Regions from separate parts of the Mus musculus genome. Here region 2 is linked to region 1. The links are chromatin contacts, called in public Micro-C maps. All regions are on one chromosome and are shown on one strand. The core of a region is the stretch at or near the end of the contact, and the rest is flanking DNA. Distances in the headings are between cores, read along the strand shown. Region 1 holds the start of Lhx9 (LIM homeobox protein 9). Region 2 holds the start of Lhx4 (LIM homeobox protein 4).

Evidence for each region. A called contact is a pair of places that touch in the nucleus more often than the background predicts.
Region 2: a contact with region 1 is called in a Micro-C map of embryonic stem cells, with 25 times the contacts expected there. The contact joins the promoter of Lhx4 here to the promoter of Lhx9 in region 1. A contact is called at or near these places in 1 of 39 promoter capture datasets (cranial neural crest) and 4 of 484 Hi-C or Micro-C datasets (all in embryonic stem cells).

Annotation. Positions count from the first base shown.
Region 1 is chr1:138,839,695-138,843,751 of GRCm38.p6, reverse strand. Lhx9 (LIM homeobox protein 9) reads left to right here and starts at 1,308. Exons shown (of 5, transcript NM_001042577.1): 1 at 1,308-1,944; 2 at 3,677-3,879. The coding sequence starts at 1,771.
Region 2 is chr1:155,739,949-155,743,641 of GRCm38.p6, reverse strand. It overlaps Lhx4 (LIM homeobox protein 4), which reads left to right and starts at 1,615. Exons shown (of 6, transcript NM_010712.2): 1 at 1,615-1,840. The coding sequence starts at 1,765.

The DNA of each region.
Region 1 (4,057 bases), core at 59-2,558:
AGCCCGAGAAGTGGTGGTGAAGCCGAGACTGGCGAGCAGGCAGAGAGGAGCGGGAGCGGCCAGGCTTTCTTCCCTTTCGGATTAAGTTCCCGTCGCTGCTCCTGGCATCACGATCCTAGGACTCCCCCCACCCCCACCCCGTGGTCGTTTCAGTGAATCCACAATATCAGAGTATTGCGGTATTGTGGACACGTTTTAATGGGTCCAGAGGGAGGGGAAGGGCCGAGCTAACTAGAACAGAGGGCGACAGAACAATACCATCTCTTGTGAGGAGCAGTCTGCCATCCTGCCTGTTAGTTCTCACTTCCCCGCCTCCACCCAGAGCCTCTTTCACACCCTTCTAAGTGTGTGGAACACTAGCGGCTATTGCCTCGTCGTCCTACCCTAGTCGGGCATCCAGCTCACCCAAGACCTGTGCACGGTGACAAATTCCAAAGGGGACTCTAGAATTCCAAGTTTACCTTCAATCTAGAATTAGGTAAAAGAGTAACCCGCTCCACGGTCAAGGTTCTGTTAAGTATACAGTCTACAAAAGCATGTCCTGGCCTGTACACTCGAAAAATTTACTATATATATGTATATATATATATAGTAAATATATATATTTCCAAAAGTATTACTCAGAAAAGTAGGCTCTCCACGCCCCTTTTTCACTTTGGTGGACGTCTCAGAGCCTGGTGGCACCGCCTGCCCTCGGGGAGGTTAGGCAAGCAGACAACTGTCTGAAGAGTGCTTTTAATAAGTAAGTTAAGAAGAGATGGGGAGCAAGGGAGCATACATTAAAAGTACCGTTTCCGTGGAGTGATTCAAAGTCTGTGGGGTTTTTATACATTTCTGGTGACAGTCTTGTAAAACGGGGATTTAAAAAAGTCTGTAGATGAGAAGGAAACTTAAGGTTTGGAACTGATCTTCTGTGCACTCCTGGCTGGGGTCGGATAAACTAGGATCAAATCCAGGATGCGGACAATAAGGGCTCCTTTACCGCTTTGAAAACATGACTGTTGGGAACTCTTGGAAAGATGTATGCTTGAGGGTGTGTGTGTGTGTGTGTGTGTGTGTGTGTGTGCAGGCGCGCATGTGGGGAGGGGGTAAAGACCCCCTCCTTCTGCCTTTCCCCCAGTCCCCCACCCCTTTGTAATGTTTGTCCCTGCTTGCCCATCACCAGGGGGTTGAGAGGAGGTATGACAGGTCTTTGTTGTCTGAATAAAAATCCGTGGCAGCTCCAGGGAGAGGACTCCTCCTACTAAATTATCAAAAATGGGCTGGCTTTAGTCTCTTAACAAATTGGACACAGCTCCGGCTGGAGCAGTCCCCAACGCAACCTACAGGCACTGGGAACTTGCAGGCAGCCGGGGACCGCTGAATCTAGCACTTCGTTCTCTTTCTTTGTGTTCAAAACTATTTTTCTTTCTTCCTTAGATTTTGTTTTCCTCCCCCCCACTTCAACCCCCCTCGGCAGTTGTTTTCCATTAGTAACTCGATCTCTCGCTGCAGTTAGAATCGCCTGCTTTTCCCTCCGTCCGCGTTTGTTTGTTTTCTGCACATCTCCTTCTGGAAAACCCTGGATATCCCCCCCCCCCGCCCCCTTCCCCGTCGTTCTTTTGCCTCGGTCTTTTCCCTCTCAAGTAGAGCTATTTCTACTCTGTCGTTTTCTTCTTTCCTCTCTTGTCCCTGTTCCCCAACGCGTCTCTACGCTTCTGCATCGCGCAGCCCTGTGCGGTCGCTTTTGCTTCTTCACTCGAATGAACTGAGAGCCCCAGGCGTGTGTTTATGGAAATAGTGGGGTGCCGAGCCGAAAACAATTCGTGTCCTTTCCGCCCCCCAGCCATGCTCTTCCACGGAATCTCCGGAGGCCACATCCAAGGTATCATGGAGGAGATGGAGCGCAGATCCAAGACTGAGGCCCGTCTGACCAAAGGCACTCAGCTCAACGGCCGCGACGCGGTAAGGACCAGTCCGGGCGCGGCGCCCGGGAAACAGCGAGTCTCCCGGTCCGCCCAGGTTGGGGATGGCGGGTCCCGGGGACTTTTGCCTAGGGATGTTCGCAAGGTTTTCACGAGAGGCGTGCTTGCTAGGCAAGGTTCCCTTTCCGAATCGAGGTGTCTAAGATGTTGTAGTCCTGAGCTCTCCAGTCTTTGTATAGCAGCTGATCCCGAGCCGACAGGGCAGCGGGCCTTGGAAGGAGCGGGCGTGCTCCCTGCCAACCACAAACTCCAGTCTCCCGCGACCTGGCCGCCAGGCCGGATCCGCCCGCCCCCAGGGCAAGCCTTGGTGCAGTTAATAGGGGGACTACTTACCGGCCTGGCGTCCTTGCCCTGGGATAGAAGACAAGACCTTCAGAGTAGACCTCAACGTTCTGGTCCTTTTCCCATTCTTCGGAGCTCAGCACCCGAAACCAGAGATTGTTAGGGGCTCTGCAGGACAGTTCAGCTGCTCTGGTCGTCACAAAAATTGCGTTTCTCTTCCTTATGGGACCAGTGTATTGGATAGTGGGAAATCAAATCAAATAAAATGCGAAGGAGCGGGTCCCTAGTCTAAAAGCAAGAACATGAGCGCTACAACCTCAAGAGATGGAATCTACTATTGCGGTTCCTATTCGTAACAGCAGTTATTATGTCTTCGTGAAAATACTAGTAACCTAAACATGTCCCCCTTCCACGCACCAAAGGGGGAAAAAACTACAGAAGTCTGCGGAGATGATTCCGGGCAAAGAGTGCTTTGTAGACCCTCTGTATAACAGCAAGGACTGTAGCTCAAACTGACCCGAGAGGGCTCTAGACAAGAACAGCGAGGTTTTGGGATAATAGTCCACTGTCGCTATTTGTATAATTAATTCAGTGAGAATCCAATATCTGAGTAAAGGACGAAATTTATCCTTCCCATGCCCACCAGAATGTAATAAGGGAAGCCCGGACTGTTTCTGCTAGTCTGAGGAAAGGGTCCAGCGGTGAACTTTTTACTTGTAATGGCTACTTTATTTTAAAAGCGGCAACCACATCCCAACTGTGTTTCTCAGAATAAGTTTTACCGCCTTAGCTAGCCTCATTTGGGAACTAGGTCTTAGTTTGGGAATCAAAAATTCAAGATAATTATCTGTGCTGTTTGTGCTGGCTAGAGAAAAGAGCGAGTGTACGGAAAAGAATGGATGGGGCTCTTCTTTCAGGACAGGCACTTCACTTTCTCACCAAGGATAGGGCTAGGGCGACGGCCTTAACAGCAAGAGCTGTTAGGTATGTCCGAATCACAACGACGGCCAAATTATTCTGCCTATATAAATTAAAAAAAAAGGAATTATAGTATTGTCTGTGTATAAAAGATTCACGTACTTCAGAATTCTAGTTCTCAATAACAGTTTGTTATTTTATTTTGTGTATTATTTGAAAGTTACACATTTTTAGCCTTAGTTATTCTCCTTCTGGACCGCCCATCAAAACATCCTGTAGGCTCTCAGCAAGCTCAAGATGTTGAGATTTTTTTTTAGGGTCACAAGGCTAGGAGGATCAGGATGCTAGGAAGGGGAACAGAATGTTGAAAATGGGGGGAAGTTGCAAATGTTTCTGTGGCCCTTGTAATGGTGTGCTGTTTTGCGCTGGGGTTGCCGTTCTGCCAGGACGTCCCGGGTTGTGCGGCAACGCCCCGAACCCACCCTCAGCCTTGCCTTGTGCTTGTTTCACAGGGTATGCCCCCTCTCAGCCCGGAGAAGCCTGCTCTGTGCGCCGGCTGCGGGGGCAAGATCTCCGACAGGTACTATCTGCTGGCCGTAGACAAACAGTGGCATCTTAGGTGCCTGAAGTGCTGTGAATGTAAGCTGGCTCTGGAATCTGAGCTCACCTGCTTTGCCAAGGACGGTAGCATTTACTGCAAGGAGGATTATTACAGGTACTGCCCCCACCCCCAGCCCCTTCACACACTCCTCTGACCCAATTCACCAGATAGAACCACTGCGATAGAGCCACTGCGAGAATCCGGAGTCCCTTCTCTGTCCCTTTTTTTTTTTTGGCTCGGTCAGAGTACAGGTGTGTGTGTGTGTGTGTGTGTGTGTGTGTGTGTTGTTTTT
Region 2 (3,693 bases), core at 366-2,865, about 17 Mb before region 1:
AAACAGCAAGACAGGACCCTCGTTAGTGCTAGGACCCATAGAAATTGCTGTGACCTCATTGGACACAGATCCTAAGTAGCACACACAGCCACCCCTCTTACTGTCCATCCTCCTCCATCACCAACCCTAAAACACCAGGAGTAAAAACAAAAACAAAACTTCTCAGCGCAGGGTCCCATTTGGTTGTAAAGACCCATCTGACTTGAAGTCGGCAATTAAATTAGGAATGGTAGTGTCCGAGGTGGCTGTGGCTGGGCCCAGGGCTGACCCGGTAGGTTTCTAGAGCCGGTGGTCAGGAGGCGTCGAGTGTTTGAAAAAGTGCTAGCGACTTCGTCCCAGCATTGATCTTTGCTTTATTGCCTCCAGGAATGAGAATGGGAAGAATGAGTTTTCTACGCGCGCGTTTGTGTCTGTGTGTGAGTCTCTGTGTGTGTGTTAAACACAACAGCAATGCACGCCCTTTGCTGGTCAGCCCCGGGGGCCCGGTGCACGCCTCCGCCCAGTACACACGCGGCCAGGGATCGTTCAAAGTGCCCGCAGTGGCAGCCGGTTCGGCCGAGCAGTCTCCAGGAGCCAGAGAGGGCGGATCTGGGTGGACGCCGGCTGGAGACCCAGTTGGGAGGGCGGGCGGCTGGGAGGCGTGGGACTAGGACTGGACCTCGGGTGGTGAGAGTGCCGACTGTGGCGGAAGGCCGAGGCGAGTGTGGGCGCGCACGAAGACCCGCGCCCGGCCACCTTCGTGCGCGGCCCAGGCCGCCTGCCTCCATCCGGCTCCGTGGCGGCCCACTGCGTGACTCGCGCGTTCCCGGCCGAGTACGAGCTGTCCCTGGCCCTGCCTCAGCCAGACGCGGGGGAGAGAGAGTAGGGTCTGGTTAGTACCGGCCGGAAAGGAACTGGCCAGGAAAAAAAAAAAAAAAACAAGTGGAGGATGGATGGAATCATCCAGTTACAGAACACGCTCCGTGGGCTGGAGAAGCTCTGAACTCGGAGCGCCAACCCAGGGTCCGCTGGGTCCTGGCCCACCGCGCCCCCTCCTTGATCCTAGAGGACCGATGCTGGGGGCGAGCGGGGAATCCCCAAAGCTGGCAGAAACCAGCTCTGCGTGGTCCCTGCGCTCCGGGACCACCTGCTGCCGCGGCCCAGCCCGCCGCAGTATTTATACCGGGGCGCGAGCCCGCACGGCAGGGTGGGGGAGGGGCTGCAGGCCCCGCCCCCTATCAGGCGGCCCCGCCCTCCCGCACCTCCGACCAGATTCGGGGCTACCGAACCCCCCCTACTTCTCGCCCCCTACTCTGGCTAGCCGGGGGTCTGCAGCGGGCTGCCCGGTTGGCAGCACTAGCTGGAGGGCGGGCTTCCCTGCGGAAAGCGACGTCACGGCCGCTCCTGCAGTGTGAATGAATCAAAATGCCTGGGTGACCGCGGCCTCCAGGGCAGCCGGCACGCGAAGGGTGGAGGGGGAGGGGGAGAGGAGGGCGGGGAAGGGAAGGGGGGGAGCCAGAGCTGCAGCAACAGTGTCTCCTCAACCCGGGATGTGCACCAGCCCGGGAGAGCGAGATCAAAGGGATTTGAAACAGCCTGAGGACTGGCGGGGGAGGGGGCCAGCCAGCTTGTGGAGTCCTCCCGGAGACGCGGAGGGCTCGGTTTCCTCTGTGACTTCAGCGGCCTGGTTGGTTTTATTATTATTATTTTCAAATTTCCGAATCCAGCCAGAGGGAGAGAGCGAGAGATCTCGGTAGACTGCGACTTGCTGCCTCTGGCTCCAAGATGATGCAGAGCGCGGCTGTCCCCGCGGAGGGGGCTGTCAAGGGGCTCCCGGAGATGCTCGGTGTGCCGATGCAACGTAAGACACCCTCCTTTCTCGCTAATTTAATTTGATAACAAGACAGCTAACAGCCTCAGCGGGTGCGGGGAGGCCGGACGCGCCGTTCAAGGCACTGACCGGGAGGGGTCGGGGTGCAGAGGCGGTCACAGAGCTGGGGTACTACCAGTCAGTGTTTGAAGGGCTTGACTCTTGGCAATTTGGGATCGAATTCGAAAGATTCCGGGATACTGTTCGTGGAGGGCCCAAGGGTATAGAAAGTAGCATCTTTGGGCCGTCGCTTTTATGAGAACCCTAGGGAGGATGCTGTTTGGGGACAACAGAGGTTTCCAGCTACAGGCCAGGCCCGAGGGCAAAAGTGGTCCCCCAATTGATTACCTTTCGCGGCAATGGCCAAAGCTCGCAGAACCGCTGGTACAACTTTACCCCAGCTGGCGGGAAGTTGGAGAGCGCGTCCCGGGTCGCAGGGCTGTACAGAAGCCCCCTGTCACACTCTTGGTTTCGGCAGTTCGAGCACTTGATTGAGTCCCCAGTCACTGCTGCCCGGGGCACCCGCCGCCTGTGTTGCCGCCAGCAGACTGCTCCGGGTGAGCGAATGCACTCGCCACATTCCAGCTAGCCGAGGAATGCAGCGGCGAGAAGCTCTGGAACGAAGTTGTGCGTGCAGCCTTTGCTTAGGCGAGGGTAGGCAATCTTAGTGGCGCGGGGCTGGAAGAGGGAGAGAGACTCAGACGTGTGGGCACTTTGCTAGCTCTCTCAATTTCTTCCAGAGCCTGCAATTAGTTACGGCAGGTCTCTCACCCCAGGTTTCTGGTTTGTACGGATGTGCACACACGGCAGAGATTTTCCGGGTGGGAATCTGTCTGTGTTTCCGACTCCTGAACAGATAGAAGCAATCTGTGCAGAGACCCGAACAGGTTCTCAGGCTTAGCGCGCGCTTGCGGGCTCCTGGTTAAGTCTGGGTTTACAAACGGCTGCACTGGGCTAGGTGCCCCTGGGTACCCTAGAGAGATGAAGGGTTCCCTCGATGGGCTTGCCAAGAGACTACACTTCCGCTTACGACTGCTTTAGTGATGCGGTAGGAGTTTATTGTAAGTAAGAGCAGGCTCACCCAGGGATGGAGACTACCTACGATCCCCGGCGCAGCAGCGCGCCCTCCTGCGCCCTGCCTCTCCATCGCAGGGGTTCTGTAACACAAATCTCAGGGCGGGCTGTCCAGCCAATGTCTTGAGATTTATTGTAAAGTTTTTGAGAGAAAAATGGAAGAGATAGCTTCATTTGAGCCTGTTTTAGATTGTTCCTCCGCTGTAGCCTACAGTTCTTGTGTCGCCTGTTGGCGAACAGTTGCAAAGTTCGCTGCGCCTTGGAGAATTGACTGTCAGCGTATTCTGTAAGCAGTGTTGGTAATTGCTTCCAACAGCTTGTTGATTCTCATCTCCTAAACAAACAGAAAAGCAAACCCTTTCTAAGGTACCCACGTTCTTAAACTACTTGTAGCTATGCTGCACTCATAAGGGCGGTCTGTGAATGGATAAAGGATGTGGGGGTCTGACTCAATCCTCCTTAAGTACCTGTATTCTAATGACTTCCTCCACAGATGTCCTGTCCGGATTCTGGACTCTCCTCTGACGGTACTTTTTTTTTTTTTTTGTCATATACAAAATTCACATTGTCTTGATTTTTGTGTCTTTTGCTCAGGGATACTGAATGTCAGGAACTCGCTTTGCTAAAAAGACATGGAAATCATTTTAGCTTCATACATGTCTCCAAAGGCTGAGTCTGGACCCATACTGCAGAAAACTTAAGGAGGCGAAGAAAACTCTGGGCAGAGAGGGAGAAAAGGAGTGAGGGAGGGTTTGAGGGAGGGAGGGAAA